Regions from separate parts of the Triticum aestivum genome. Here region 1 is linked to region 2. A link is a contact called in public Hi-C data. All regions are on one chromosome and are shown on one strand. The core of a region is the stretch at or near the end of the contact, and the rest is flanking DNA. Distances in the headings are between cores, read along the strand shown.

Evidence for each region. A called contact is a pair of places that touch in the nucleus more often than the background predicts.
Region 1: a contact with region 2 is called in a Hi-C map of leaf, with 5 times the contacts expected there. The contact joins the promoter of LOC123128567 here to the promoter of LOC123128563 in region 2. A contact is called at or near these places in 3 of 5 Hi-C or Micro-C datasets (all in leaf).

Annotation. Positions count from the first base shown.
Region 1 is chr6A:566,065,295-566,072,431 of IWGSC CS RefSeq v2.1, forward strand. LOC123128567 (COBRA-like protein 7) reads right to left here and starts at 4,754. Exons shown (of 4, transcript XM_044548603.1): 1 at 4,289-4,754; 2 at 1,866-2,249. The coding sequence starts at 4,739.
Region 2 is chr6A:565,734,401-565,741,924 of IWGSC CS RefSeq v2.1, forward strand. LOC123128563 (transcription factor TFIIIB component B'' homolog) reads left to right here and starts at 2,705. Exons shown (of 11, transcript XM_044548599.1): 1 at 2,705-3,917; 2 at 4,013-4,119; 3 at 4,207-4,247; 4 at 4,589-4,772; 5 at 5,049-5,193; 6 at 5,284-5,399; 7 at 5,502-5,635; 8 at 6,088-6,256; 9 at 6,370-6,514; 10 at 6,603-6,718; 11 at 6,818-7,409. The coding sequence starts at 3,650. The coding sequence ends at 6,958. LOC123129706 reads right to left here and starts at 2,597. Exons shown (of 4, transcript XM_044549764.1): 1 at 2,564-2,597; 2 at 1,898-2,481; 3 at 1,719-1,808; 4 at 926-1,160. The coding sequence starts at 2,597. The coding sequence ends at 1,083. LOC123128561 reads left to right here. Exons shown (of 6, transcript XM_044548597.1): 6 at 223-589.

The DNA of each region.
Region 1 (7,137 bases), core at 3,504-6,003, 330 kb after region 2:
GGACCCTCTGCTCGCTACTCGTGTCGCCAACTTGCTTAATTGCAAGCTAGGGAACTTTCCAATTAAGTACTTGGGCCTGCCTATCTCGAATAAACACATCTTTATTCTTGAATGGGAGCCCTTGTACGGCAAGGTGGCGAACAGGGTTAGCCCCTGGCGCGGCCGGTTCCTCTCCTCGACGGCCAGGCTGATCCTCACTAACTCCAGCCTCTCTTCCCTTCCTCTGTTCACTATGAGCATGTTCTTGCTGGCTGATGGGGTTCATGCCAAGCTTGATACCCCCCGATCCAAGTTCTTTTGGGAAGGAACTGGGATCAAAAAGAAGTACCACCTGATCAAATGGGCCGCGCTCTGCCGCCCTAAGAAATTCGGGGGCCTCGGGATCCTTAACTCCAAACTCATGAACGTCGCACTCCTAACCAAGTGGATTTGGAAACTCTCCCAAAACGAGCAGGGGCTTTGGGTAGACATTCTTCGCGCCAAATACTTCCCTGATGGGAATTTCCTCACTTCCAAAGCTAAGGGTTCACCTTTTTGGAATGGGATCCAGAAAGTTATGCCCGCCTTCACATTAGGAGCCAAGTTCTGCGTCAACAATGGTTCCTCAACGCAATTTTGGCTGGACCATTGGTTTGGCACGGAACCCTTGTGGAAAAGCCATTCCGCTGCCTATCAGTTAGCCACTAACGTTGATATTCTGGTGGCTGACGCGCTTCGCACCAACCCACCCGCTGTATCCTTCAAAAGACCCCTCCTCGCTAACGAACGAGCCTGTTGGGATGGGCTCGTTGCTGCTTTGGCGGGAGTGGTCCTTCGCCCTGAGGCCGACTCGGTCTCCTGGGCTCTCTCGCGCTCTGGGAAATTCTCTGTTCAATCCCTGTACAACAAATTGACTGAGGGACCGACCCTGGACATAGCTAGGGGGCTATGGAAAGCGTCTATCCCCTTGAAGATCAAAATTTTCTTGTGGCAGATGTTTCGGGATCGCCTGCCCTCCTCTAATAACATCGCTCGTAGGAACGGGCCTTCCGATGGCTCTTGCGTTCTATGCGGACATCACGAAGATGCCAACCACATCTTTTTTAATTGCTACCTGGCCCGCTTTGCCTGGAGTGCGGTTAGGGAGGCTTTCGATCAGAACTGGAACCCGCTCTCAGCTCGGGACCTCCGCGCTATTCTAGCCACTCATAGGGCGGTTTTGGCCGTGTGTTGTGGAGATGTGTGGGTGCTTTGCCGTGGGTCATCTGGACTACGCGCAATAAGATGGCTATTGAGCACAAATTTCCTTCTCACCCGGCTGACATTATCTTCAAATGTCACTTGTTCCTACAGACATGGACGCCGTTGGGGAAACGGCGTGATGCGGATCGGATGACGGAGGCTATGGAGCGGATACGGTTGATCCAGATCGGCGCCCGCCACTAGCTTGCCGTTGGATGCGATCTTTTGGACTGGCCGCCTGTGCGCTGCTTCTTATTTTCTTTCCCTCGCAGGCTTCGGCCGGTAGCATGTAACGTACCTTGGCTGCGGCCGTTTTACTTTATGCTGTTCTGTGTTGAACTTGTTAGATTCTGCCTTGTGTGGGCTTTATTAATTTAAAGCCGGACGCCTCCGGCGTCTTCGTTCTAAAAAAAAGAAAGATCTGGAACTGTTGAAACACAGAACTAAGCAACATCTCCTTCAAGATTATCAGGACTGGACTGAATCAAGCTTTTAGTCTGTTAAACTCTTGATTTATACATGTTTCCTATAGCAGGAATTGGCTAGATGGGATCACCCATCCTTTTCCTTTTTTGCTCCCATTTGTATATATACGTTTAGTTATATTAATGAAAGAGGAGATATGAAAGATTTGAACAACGTACTGATCGTGCCGCGCTGCACAAGCGGCTCGTAGGCGAAGCTGAAAACTTGGGTCAACTCCTGTAGACTCGGGTGCTGGACGACGATGTTCCAGTCACTGTAGTTCTTGAACCTATTGAAATTGTTGATCGACAGCTTCACCCGCCAGTACTCGGTGTAGCTCTTCTTGACGTGCCAGTGCACCCTTATCGGGCACATGTGCCCGGTGCACCGGATCTCGGCGTCCTGGCACTGCGGTGCTGTGGAGGTCCCAGCTGGGCAGGCGCCGCAGGTGCAGTGGGGGCACTCCACTATCGTCCTGCTGTAGAACGTGGGCAAAGAGACGCAGCACGCCCGGAACGGGCCCACCGCTGTCTGCGAGTAGAAGCAGGTGGCCTGCCACGTCACTGCACACATTGAAAAAAAGAATAGTCATCGGATTAGAATTAGTCATGTTGAGGCAGAGCCAAGATTTCTCAAATACTAGGGCTAAAACTAAGCGGCTATAAATAACGTCTAAAATCACACATAACCGTGTGCATTAGAAGCACACCAAAAAATCACAATATAATGAAAGATGAAGTTCATTCTTATCAGAAGAGAAAATTCGGTGAAAACATGTGAACAATTTAACGAAGTGCGTCATTAAAAAAGTTGACACCAAATTAATGAAGACATGATTCATTATTCGAGCCCATCGTTTCTTCATTAGCAATCACAAAAGGATCTAGATATGGACATAAGTTCTTTGTGAATGGACATAGGTTAAGTTAACTGTTCATACAAATTTTGAGGACTTATATATTTAACCAAAGAAAATTGACTAAAGTAGTACAATTGACACCATCAACTCATTAATTTTTGACTGACACAGAAAACTAGGGAAGTAAATTTTAGATGATACAAACTAGACTCAGTGGCAGAGGTACAAAAAAATTGTTGGGCGGGCCAGAGTACACATTTTTTTTGAAGTACTGAACCATATATAGTGTTCCATTAGAGATATTGGCCACCACTCAGTACCTTGTGTTCTCACTGATTACAAGATGAGCAGATGCATAATTGCATATGTATACTAGTCCAAACCAAAATAAACCATGGCATTTGACCATCTATATACTACTCCAAACCAAAATGACAGTAAACAACAATGCCTTTGCTGTGAATTTGTAAGCTTCAAATCAACAATTTTACAACAGTACCAAATAGACCTTGAATGGATTATTTAGACAATTTGGGATTTGGGGGAGGGATGATTCAATGAACAATGACCTATGTGGAATTTAGGGAAAGAAAATCAGAAACGATTCAACTCAGTTTACTTGCGCACCACTTGCAGGGATTCCGAATTTCAGATGGATTGGAGAAGGAGTTGCCTCCCAGTCCCCGCCGTCCACTACTGTCGCCGTTGCCGGTTTTGCTCTCGGCTCATCGGCTGACTGGCTAACTCGCTGGTGGGCCGTCTAGACGAGGGGTGGGAGGGACCCAGGGAGGCACTGATTTGCGCAGGTGACCGGTGGCCGGCGCGGCAGCGGTCGGCGGCTGCGCCGTGAGGCGGCAGTTGGTGGCTGGTCCTGGGCACATCCGTTGTGTCCTCTTTTTTTTTTCGAGGAACGACTGCTATGTGCGACTCTGTGTCTGTGTGTGCCGTGCCGTGTGGTGGAAGGGTGACGCGTGTTGTGGGCCGCACCAACGGTGGGCTGGCCGGCTTGGCATCATGCCTATAATTTCCAGACTAGGCCGGCCACGGCCCACTCCTGGACTGAAGAAGCATGGACTGCCCTGGGCTGGGCCTTTACCAAGTCTAAAATTCAGAAGAAAAAAACACTCTTGCAAATAGGTGCTACTTGGGCCACGCCTGAGGCTATAGCCCCAGTTGCCCCCCCCCCCCCCCCCCAGGCCCAATTTCGCCCCCCAGACTATATAATAACTATCTAAAGGAAACTGATACACCTAAAAAAAATCTAAAGGAAACTGATTTGCTCAAAACATAAATCTAAAGGAAACTGATGATTCTAAAATAAAAGATTAAAAACTTCCTGACAATCAATTTCTACAACGACATCTTGGAGACCACTTTCTATGGCAAAAAGAACAGCATCTCGGCAAGCTAGTAACTCTGTAGATAATGGATCAGAGATAGCCTGATACTGATGAAGCTAGATAGACTGGACAGATTGAAGTTCATCAAATGAACAGCTAGCTAGACAGATTATGCTAGACAGCAGATCACCTTAAAGATAGACTAGGCTGATTGAAGTTCATCAAATCAACAGCTAGGTAGATAGATTATGCTAGATAGATCACCTTGAAGATAGACTATCCTCGTACGTCCAGATTATGCTAGCTAGATAGATAGACTAGACCGATTCAAGTTCATCAAATCAACATTCTAAGGAAACTGATGAAGCTAGAATGCTAGATAGACTAGTAGAAGAAGACGTACTCAGCGCCTGGACGTGCCGGTGCTTGCCGATCCGAGTCCTCGTTGGAGCTACCATTGTAGCGTTACTGCACCTATAGCCAGGCACCCCAAGGCTGAAGTTGAAAGGCTTCTGGGGGATGCCGTCGCTCGAGGACTTGAAGTTGCCGACGTGCATGAGGAACGCCGAGGTGGCCGCCTCGCTGTTCTGTGTCAGCGAGGACAGCACCCCGCCCCGGCAGCAGTGGTCCACCTGACGGGCATATGGCACGCCCCGCGCCAGATCAACCATCACCGGGTGCTTCTCGCAGCTGTGGGCGCCCACAAATAGGCTGCAGTTGCCTTGCTCGGTTGCCTCTGCGCCGGTCGTGTCGTAGATCACCTCGTCGCCGGCCCAGAACCAGCTCAGCCTCCACCCTGGATCCTCGACGTGGCGGTAGAGCTGGTAGTTGTGCAGGCTAACCAGGACCTGCATGCAATAGAGATTTTGGTACGGTTAGCTCTCATTGATATAGAACCCTTTCTTTACTAGTTTATCAAATGTCACAATTGCTACAAAAAGAAATCAAAATATTATGAAACAGTTCATAACATCTGAAAAAAATTCCAGTAATTCTAATCACCTTCATCGATCAATCTAAAAAACTTCAGCCCATTTTGTCCACTAATTTTAAAGTTTGGACATTTTTTTTGTAAGATTCAGCCAAATTTGGCTTAAAGTTTAACTTATCTATTCTTGATCATACAAAAATACTCCAAAATGGCCTAAAACTTTCTCAGATTGATCAGGGAAGATAATATATTTTTTTCAGATTTTAGCGGAAAAACAGATATATTTTTTAAAAAGCTCAGATTTTTTAAGCTTTGAAATGTTTAAATTTTTCCAGAATGCTAAGCGCTGAGCTTAATTGGCTGTCCCTCTAGTCACGAAAACATGGGCTACGTAATTAATTAGAAGTTTTGTATTTTTTAATGTTGGTCCCTCTAGTCACTAAAACATGAAAATCCCTATAGTTGAGGTTTTGTGTTACCTCAGCCATGCATATAGGTTATGTGTTTGTGCAATTAATTTCCTCTAAGAAGATACCTTTTTCTAGAGACATTAGAATAAATATATAGACTACAAGCTAAGCAGCAACAATTTTAGCTTGTAGCTTTCCTTTATTTCCTGGAAATCCCAGCTTATGGTAATGTTGCCGGTTGGGTCGAGGACGTCGTACGCATCTCCTCCAAAAACGCAGCACAGCAGCACAAGGATCAGTGCCATCCTGCAGATTTTTTGAAGTTAATTAAATTTGAACACATGCCTATAAAATTTATAATCCATAAACTAAGAATAGACAAAATCAAAGAGCTAGTATGCACAACAATATTGTATGAATCCGACCTTGTATCTTTGGCTACATAATTAAACCGACCCAAGCAAGTAAGATTTATAATCCATAAACTAAGAATAGACAAAATCAAAGAGCTAGTATGCACAACAATATTGAATGAATCCAACCTCATATCTTTGGCTACATAATTAAACCGACCCAAGCTAGCAAGTAAGATTTATAATCCATAAACTAAGAATAGACAAAATCAAAGAGCTAGTATGCACAACAATATTGTATGAATCCAATCTCATATCTTTGGCTACATAATTAAACCGACCCAAGCAAGTAAGATATCCAGATTTTCCAGAAGTAATATGGGCCAAGACGTGTGAGACTTTTACAGCCAAGTTAGCATGAGACTTGCAACTATTCATCACTGCAGTTTCTGCAACGATGAGATCGACGGCGTTTTCGCTTGCTAAGAAGATGGAGTTGAAAGACTTTCAGGACTACCATGTACATTTTCCAAACATGGTGCACCGGCGGAGTGAAGGCCTCCCCCTGTGCGCCTGCACCTCGCCAGACCCCCCGTCCCCCCTGTGCTGCTAATTACTTAGCTACATTTTCTTTTCATTAGGAAAAGGTTTAGGTCAAGCCACATGGCGAAAGCGAAGTTAGCTTGAACTGGATCTTCCAATGTTATTAGTTCTCTACAAGCCCACCAGAAGAACCCAAACTAAATCCATATTCTGATAAAGTTCTGCTACACGAATCCCACCCAGAAGAAAGTGCTGAGCGGATCTCAAGTTGCAAGTTGCAACATGATCTGCTCCGAGCTAGCAAGCAAGAGACGACGAAAACCAACGGAAATCAAGAACTGCGGGAGGAGACAGGGATCGGTACCTTCTTCCAGCAGCCCATTTCTCCATCTCCATGGGCAGACCTCGCGATCTGCGGGAGGATCCGCAGCAGATTTGGGTCGAGTTGGGAAGAGAGACCCTTGGCCGTGGGACTTCAGCTGTCGATGGCCACAAGGGTTCTGCCCTCTCCCATGCCATTAATTTTAGGTTACTACTTTGAAACCTGATGAGACATACAGTCGCATTTACTCCATATCCGAGATGTTGGATGATGGTTGGTGGGGTGGGTGCGGCATACATATGCAATGTAAATTGAAGACGCGAAAATAATACTAGGCCGAGGGCAAGGAGAGTGGATTTTTGGAACCCGGGTGTATTAGAGGACTTTATTTTAAATACTTTGAAAATCACATTTAAAGGTTTCAAAAAATTCCGAAAAAAATTCTACGTGATCATATGAATGTATATTACACATGTGTAAAGTTTGGTGATGACATAAGTAAATATACAACCTATACAAAAATGACAAAAATGGTGATTTTCAAATAGTGAATAATACATGCACTGTTCATGTTTCCAAAATCATGATTTTGTCATTTTTGTGTAACTCACATGGTTACTTATTTCAGCATCAAAATTTACACATGTGTAACATACATTCATATAAACATGTTGATTTGTTTTCAAAATTTTT
Region 2 (7,524 bases), core at 1,455-3,954:
AGTTCATCTCTTACCTTACCGCTGTTAGTTATAATAAAAAGAATAAACAACGCCTTTACCTAACCTTTTAAAAAAATTAAAAAGAAAATGCATGATATAAACAAAGATGGTTTGAATTTTGTTTCCATGTTGAATTTTCTCCAGGTACTTGTACGGTCATGATATATACACTCATGAAGGTATACTGGTCTGAATTTTGTTTTTATGTTGAATTTTCTCCAGGTACTTGTGCAGTCGAGCAAGATTCAAGTTCCAATTTGAATTCAACAAAAGCAGGCCTCCCAGCCTCGGGCAGATCAGAATTTGCATGTTAAGACTACTTTGCAGCTTATATTACAGTGCAACACTTCGATAACATATCGCGAGTTGCACCAAGGTTGGGAATTTGGGATGTAGCAACTCTATGCTTAAACTAACGTCCTATTTTGTAAGAAATCTAGGCCAAGTTTAATTATAAACTTATACTCACATGAAATCTGGATAAATCCCAGGGTCCATGTATAGTAGAATTAGCAGGTTACAGCTACAAAAGTGGCTGCCCACCATATGTTCCTAAAGACATGTTCTTAGTTGTTTATCTGTTCAGTAACCATTTTTTCCCCAGGCAGCTCATGCATTTGCATACACCAGACATTGCTCTTATCTCCAAGAGCCCCTTGGATATTGATTTACTAGCCTGAATCTTGCTTATGAGTCGGATGTTCTGTAAATGCTCCTTGCATAAAGTTTTTCACTTGTTAACAAGAGAAAACCAACAATTGTAAGTTTTGCAACTGTATTTTCTTGTGGCATGGCTGACTATCAGCTAAACATGTATACCCGCCCCCCGACACACACACAGAGAAAATAACATTTTAGATCTTTCTCGTGTTTTGGATGTTTCTCTGTATGAATTCGATATTGAGAAGACATGCGTAAACCAAACTAAATGTATAAAAAATAAGTTAAGCAATTGAAAATCATGGTTTACAACTTACAACAAAGGAAAATAACACCAATCGTCATATCACCTATTGCCACTCTTACAGCTGCAGCTCTAAATGCAAAGCTGACGATTGAAGTTTTGAAGTACAATTATATCCTTACTGATCAAACACGCTGGATACTTTCTTTTGTATGAGCTCCACAGTTAGCCGGGGAGACAGCCTCGGAAGTATTTCCTGTAATATGAGTAGTCACATTTACGTCAGTTCATGTTATTCCAAACAATGAAGCCTGTAGAATAATAAAACACCAAGGGGGTAACTCTCACAAATAATGCATCATCACAAATTCACAATGATTGAAATATCTATCAGATACCAATAAGGAATGGTCTTTAGGCGAGCTGGAAAGTAGGAGAGAATTCCTTGTCTTCACCATCGGATTATCTTTAAAAAAAATTGCTGATTTGTCTGGAGTGATCTTATTATAAGCGCGTGCACGTCGAGGCACAAATGCGTGGTAAGCCTCTATCAAGTTTGTGCTGGCCAAACATATCCTGATATGATTAATAGTTCTTCATCGAACAACGAAGCTATGATTTTATTATTTGTGGCGATTATACCAACTACAGTGAACCAGCGAAGCATAACCTCTGTCTGCTTTCGTTCATCGAATTGAGACATTGATATAGCCACATGTTGGATACTGGTATCATAATTTGGCTCTGTGCAAGCTTGCATTGCGTAGCTGAAAACATGGCAGAAAGGGTAAGTCGCGAGCGGATCAATGGGTACCTCGGTGCCGTCGGGGAGCACCTTGGCCAGCACCGGGATCTCGTACTGGTACAGCCGCTCCCACTCCGGGTTCGTCGTGATGTCCCTCTCCTGATCGAATCAGTCCAGCATCCCCAAAGTAAGCATCCATCCATCTCCGCACGAGAAAGAGATTACGAAGTGGTTCTGGCTTTGCTTGCCTGGAGCTCGAGGGAGGCGAGGGAGTAGGGGGTGCCGGCGAGCAGGACGGCGGCGTGGAGCTTCTCCTTGAGGCCGTCGCAGAGGCAGCACCCGGGCTTGGTGTAGAGCACCAGCCTCCGCGGCGCTGCGGGCGAGCTCGACGCCTCCCCCGCCGCCGCGGCGCAGAGGAGGCGGGACGCGGCGGCGGCGGCAGGGCGGGCGCGCGGCGCCACCATGCGGACCGCCGCGGCGCGCGGGAGCAGCGCGGATAGCGCCGCCGCCATGCCGGTTATCGTTCGGGTGGGCAGGCTCGCTGGGGTGGGTGCTCGGCGGCTCGGTCCGTCGCTGACTGACGACGACGAGGAGGAGGGGGCGCGGATGAGGCGCACGGCGGCACGGGCCGCGGCCGCAAGTGACCGGTTAATGGCCCACTGCAGATGACCATGATGATGGGCCAGAGGCCTTATGGAGCTACTTTTTGCGACGGGCCAGAAGCGTCGCTGCTCCAGACGACGCCGTAGCCACCACTTTCTCTTCCGCTCGCCGCCGCGGCTCCCCCTCCGCGCGCCGCCGGTACGACCGCCCCTGCGGCGCCCCACCTCCCCTCCCGCGTCGCGTTCATCTCTCCTCACCCGCCTAGGTTACTCCTCGGTCGAGCGGCCCCGCCCCCACGTCGCTCCCTCAACTGCTTCCCTCTCCCATCTGCTGGTTTCCCGGCATGCTTTAGCGCCACTCACTGGCCGCCGCCGTCCTTGCGTCACGGGTGCAGATTTGGTTGCAATCTACTTATGTTTCCTGATATTCGATCTGGTAAGTTTCTGCTCGCGTTTTCCTGACTCGTATACACATGGATGAAATGGAACTAGGAATAGTGTGGAAGTGGCTCCGATGCTGGGCTTCGGCAGCATGCTAATTTAGTCGATGTGGTGGATGGATTATGTTCCCTGGTTAGATTTACTTTCTCTCTGTATGCACGCAAATTTAGGTTCATAATAGGATGGCGTGAAGATAGGTGCAGTGAAGAGCACGCTGTCTGCATTTCTAATTTTGGGTGCCACATGTTCTTCTTTTGGATGGGTTAATAATCAGAATTTCCATCCTTTTCTTTTATAGTAGAACCCGAGAACTATCGAATGATTTGGTTGTTCTATACTAGATTTCAAATAGTATCTGAGGACTTGGAAGGATGGATCACTTGGTTTGTTTTTCTTTGAGGGGGCAGGCAGTTGTACTGCCAATGCATTTCAGAGGAGAAGTAAATAATGTTTAGTTACATAGAAAGGGATTAGAGCACCCATGAGCCACAAATAAATGGAAAAGAAAGCGGCTAGTCGGAACCGGCTGGTGGTGCTATTGATGCAAGGATAGTACTTTGATGTTATTTCCACACGGTAGCTGGAGTAGCAGTGAGGAGGAGCATGGGCTGCTCTCTCATGGAGGCTCTCATAGAAGATAGTATTGACCTTTTGTGTTAGTAAGTAGTTTGTGACAAATATATATCTGGAATTTGACCTCAATATAACTAGAATTGGCCCCACACATTGTTGTGCTAAATCTATGGTTGGTTTTTAATTTACGAAGGCCAAATATTGAAGGGAAAATATTGTTTCTGAAGATACTTTTCTTAATATTGAAGGGCATAGTGGTGTATTGTTCAGCTCAAATATTAAGTAGGGCACTGTCCTCAATTGCCAGATACGAATAGTTAGAAAACTAATTGTGTCTAAAGTAGATAGCTCAATATTTGCCCCAGTGAAAAACCAGGAGCTTGCATGTGGTGCCCCACGAGCAGCCACCACTACATTATTGCTTGCTTCTCCTCCAGCATGGCCTTTTTGGTATGGGTTAGTTTGGCAAATTTCTCTAATCACTCTCGCATGTTTCGAAGGATTTCCAACAGATCAGAACTGCCTGAGAAGAAGCAGCAGAAAAATAAAAGTGAAGTATCATCACCTGGTCGTAAGAGAGCCATGAAAGATAAATTGACAGAACGGACTGACAAGAAGCTTACTCACAGAATTCGTCAAAAAAGAACAAAAGGTATCTGGCTAAAATAACAACGGCGCCCAGATATCCAAGCATCGATTGTACATGATATGAGCTCTTATTATCTTTTGTATTTTTGGCCTTTGTAGTTTCAGAAGTCAAAACTTTACTGGAAAAACCTGATCATGAGATAGCACACATGAAGCTAAGTGTGATGCATCTCAGATTGTTACAAGAGGCCAGAGAGCGTATTAAGGTGAGCTGGGTTGAGACGCAGCTGGTGGTTCTGTTTTTGAAACATTATTGTGCTACTGTTTCATGATTTTGTTTTGACTTTTCCTAGAGTAAAACAATTCTGTCAGGACCATCATCCTCTAATCAAAGGTGTGCTCTCTTTTTTCACTTCAAATATTCATGCATGGATATTAGCTCTATCTCGTGTTTAACTGCCATTTCTTATTTTCTATCCAGATATTTTTACCTAAAGTGTTGTAAAAATAACCAGTCATTGACAATAATGCTACAGACTGACTTGCAAGCTTTTTATTTCATCATGGAGATACTTCCCTGTTTCAAATAGATTATTTGAACTAGGCATTGCTGCGGCAGCTGTTTATTCTAGCATCTAAATTTGTCTTCTTATATTGATGGGCTGGTATACTCCTTCAATCACAGTTTGTACTGACATTTCCTATGTCATGTTCTTTGTCGATGTCTTTTCACAGCAACTCCCAGTTTGGAGATACCAACAGTTTTGATCCTTTTGAAGAGAACTATGAAGAGAACTATGACAATGACAGAAGAGAGAACCACGTGCTAGAAAATGCAACCAAACTGAATTACCATTCCTACATGAACAAACAAACACGGGCCAAATGGTCGAAATCTGACACTGACTTATTTTACCAGGTATTTACTCCCTCCGTTCCTAAATATTTGTCTTTCTAGAGATTTCAACAAGTGACTAAATACGAAGCAAAGTGAGTGAATCTACACTCTAAAATATGTCTACATACATCCGTATGTTCTAGTCCATTTGAAATGTTAGAAAGACAAATATTTGGGAACAGAGGGAGTAGATATCAACTACTCAGGCAACTACTTTCATGTTGGATATACCTTTTTCTTGTTGATGTTTTGGCTTGCCTATTGGAAACTTCAACCTTTTTATCTGTTCTTGTCCAGGGTCTTCAACAATTTGGTAGTGATTTTGCAATGATACAGCAACTATTCCCAGATAAGTCCCGTGATCAGGTGCGGCAGAAGTTTAAAACTGAGGAGAAAAAACATCCAATGCAAGTCCACGATGCTATACTTCATCGCTCAAGAGGTTAGCAATTGCTTTACAAGTGGTCCTGCCAATATGTCTGATTTGTGATTTTTCTTAACTTGATGCTTCTGTTTTTCCAACTTTGCACAGATACTTTGTATTTAAAACAAGTAATCAAACAGCTCAACATCGAAGATCTGCAGAGGGGCATGAGCAGTACACATAAACAAGAGGTTGCATCAATTGAAGGAGACACTGGAAATGAGGTTTCTTTTTTCCTTGATGAAACTAACACACGCAGTGTTTAATACTGAATCTATTTCATTGACATTCTTTCTCTCTTCTTCTGTTTTAAGCATGTGTTGCAGGATTTCATCGAGGAGGTAGAGAATGGTTCAAATTGGTCAGATAAAGAGCTGGGCACGCGCCAATCTGAGGTCAGAGAGGGGGAGCATGTTTCTGGGAATGCTGATGATGACCTGGATCTGGATGTTTTTGATTGGTACTAGGACGATAATCATGATGAAAATCAGGCAAAAACGTTACGAGGTCTCGTTATTCTGCCGATGTACTAAGGACATGTGTCCTGTCTCAGATATGTTTGCTCACGGGGTTACCGAGTTATGGATGCAAATATAATAGTACAGTTGTTAGGCCGAATACAAGCTTATTTTGCTTTTGCCTTTACAATGTACTGAACAGAGCGTCAGGGTAGCTGACTGATTTGCAAAATAGCCAGTCATTGACAATGCAGACTGATTTGCAAGCTATTTTTATCATGGAGATGCTTTACTGATTCAAATAGGTCATTTGAACTTGGCATTGCTGCTGCAGTTGTTTGTTCTAGCATATAAATTTGTATTCTTATATTTAATGGGCTGATATACTGCTTCAATCACATTTTCTACTGATTTTTCACATGTCCTGTTCTTTGTTGATATCTTTTCACATCAGCTCCCAATTTGGAGGTACCGACACTTTTGATCCTTTTGGAGAGAACTATGACAATGACAGAATAGAGAACCACGTGCTAGAAAACGCAACCAAACTGAATTACTATTCCTACATGAACAAACAAACACGGGCCAAATGGTCGAAATCTGACACTGACTTGTTTTACCAGGTATTTAGATATCAACTACTCGGGCAACTTTTTTCATGTTGAATATATCTTTTGCGTGCTGACGTCTTGGCTTGCCTATGGGAAACTTCAACCTTTTATCTGTTCTTGTCCAGGGTCTTCAACAATTTGGTAGCAATTTTGCAATGATACAGCAACTATTCCCTGATAAGTCCCGTGATCAGGTGCGGCAAAAGTTTAAAACTGAGGAGAAAAAACATCCAATGCAAGTCCACGATGCTATACTTCATCGCTCAAGAGGTTAGCAATTGCTTTACAAGTGGTCCTGCCAATGTCTGATTTGTGATTTTTCTTAACTTGATGCTTCTGTTTTTACAACTTTACACAGATACTTTGTATTTGAAACAAGTAATCAAACAGCTCAACATCGAAGATCTGCAGAGGGGCATGAACAGTGCACAGAAACAAGAGGTTGGATCAATTGAAGGAGACACTGGAAATGAGGTTTCTTTTTTCCTTTCTGAAACTAACACACACAGTGTTTAATACTGAATCTATTTCATTGGCATTCTTTCTCTATTCTTCTGTAAGCATGTTTTGCAGGATTTCATCGAGGAGGAAGAGAATGGTTCAAATTGGTCAGATAAAGAGCTGGGCACACGCCAATCTGAGGCTAGAGAAGGGGAGCATGTTTCTGGGAATGCTGATGATGACCTGGATCTGGATGTTTTTGACTGGTACTAGGATGATAATCATGATGAAAATCAGGCAAAAACGATACGGGTCTCGTTATTCTGCCAATGTGCTAAGGACATGTCCTGTCTCAGATATGTTTGCTCACGGGATCACCGAGTTATGGATGCAAATAAAATAGTACAGTTGTTAGGCCGAATACAATCTTATTTTGCCTTTGCCTTTACAATGTACTCCCTTTGTAAAGAAATATAAGAGCATTTAAATCACTAAGGTAGTGATCAAAATGTTCTTATATTTCTTTACAAAGGTAGAACTGAACAGAGCGTCAGCGTCAGCGTAGCGTAGCAACACCATATTCGCTCTGTAGTAGTCACAGGAACAGGCTGCCAGCCATATTTTGCAGTCTGGAGGTACTAAATTTGGAATCTGTTGGTAGCATATCAGCCATCACATATGCAAGGTTTTGCCGAACACATATGTATGTGAGGATATGTAGATACTTTACTCATCTACTCCCTCCGTCCCACAATGTAAGATGTTTTTGCAAGCTGTTTTAGCTTGTAAAAACGTCTTATATTATGGGACGGATGGAGTACTGCATATCTCATGCAGTC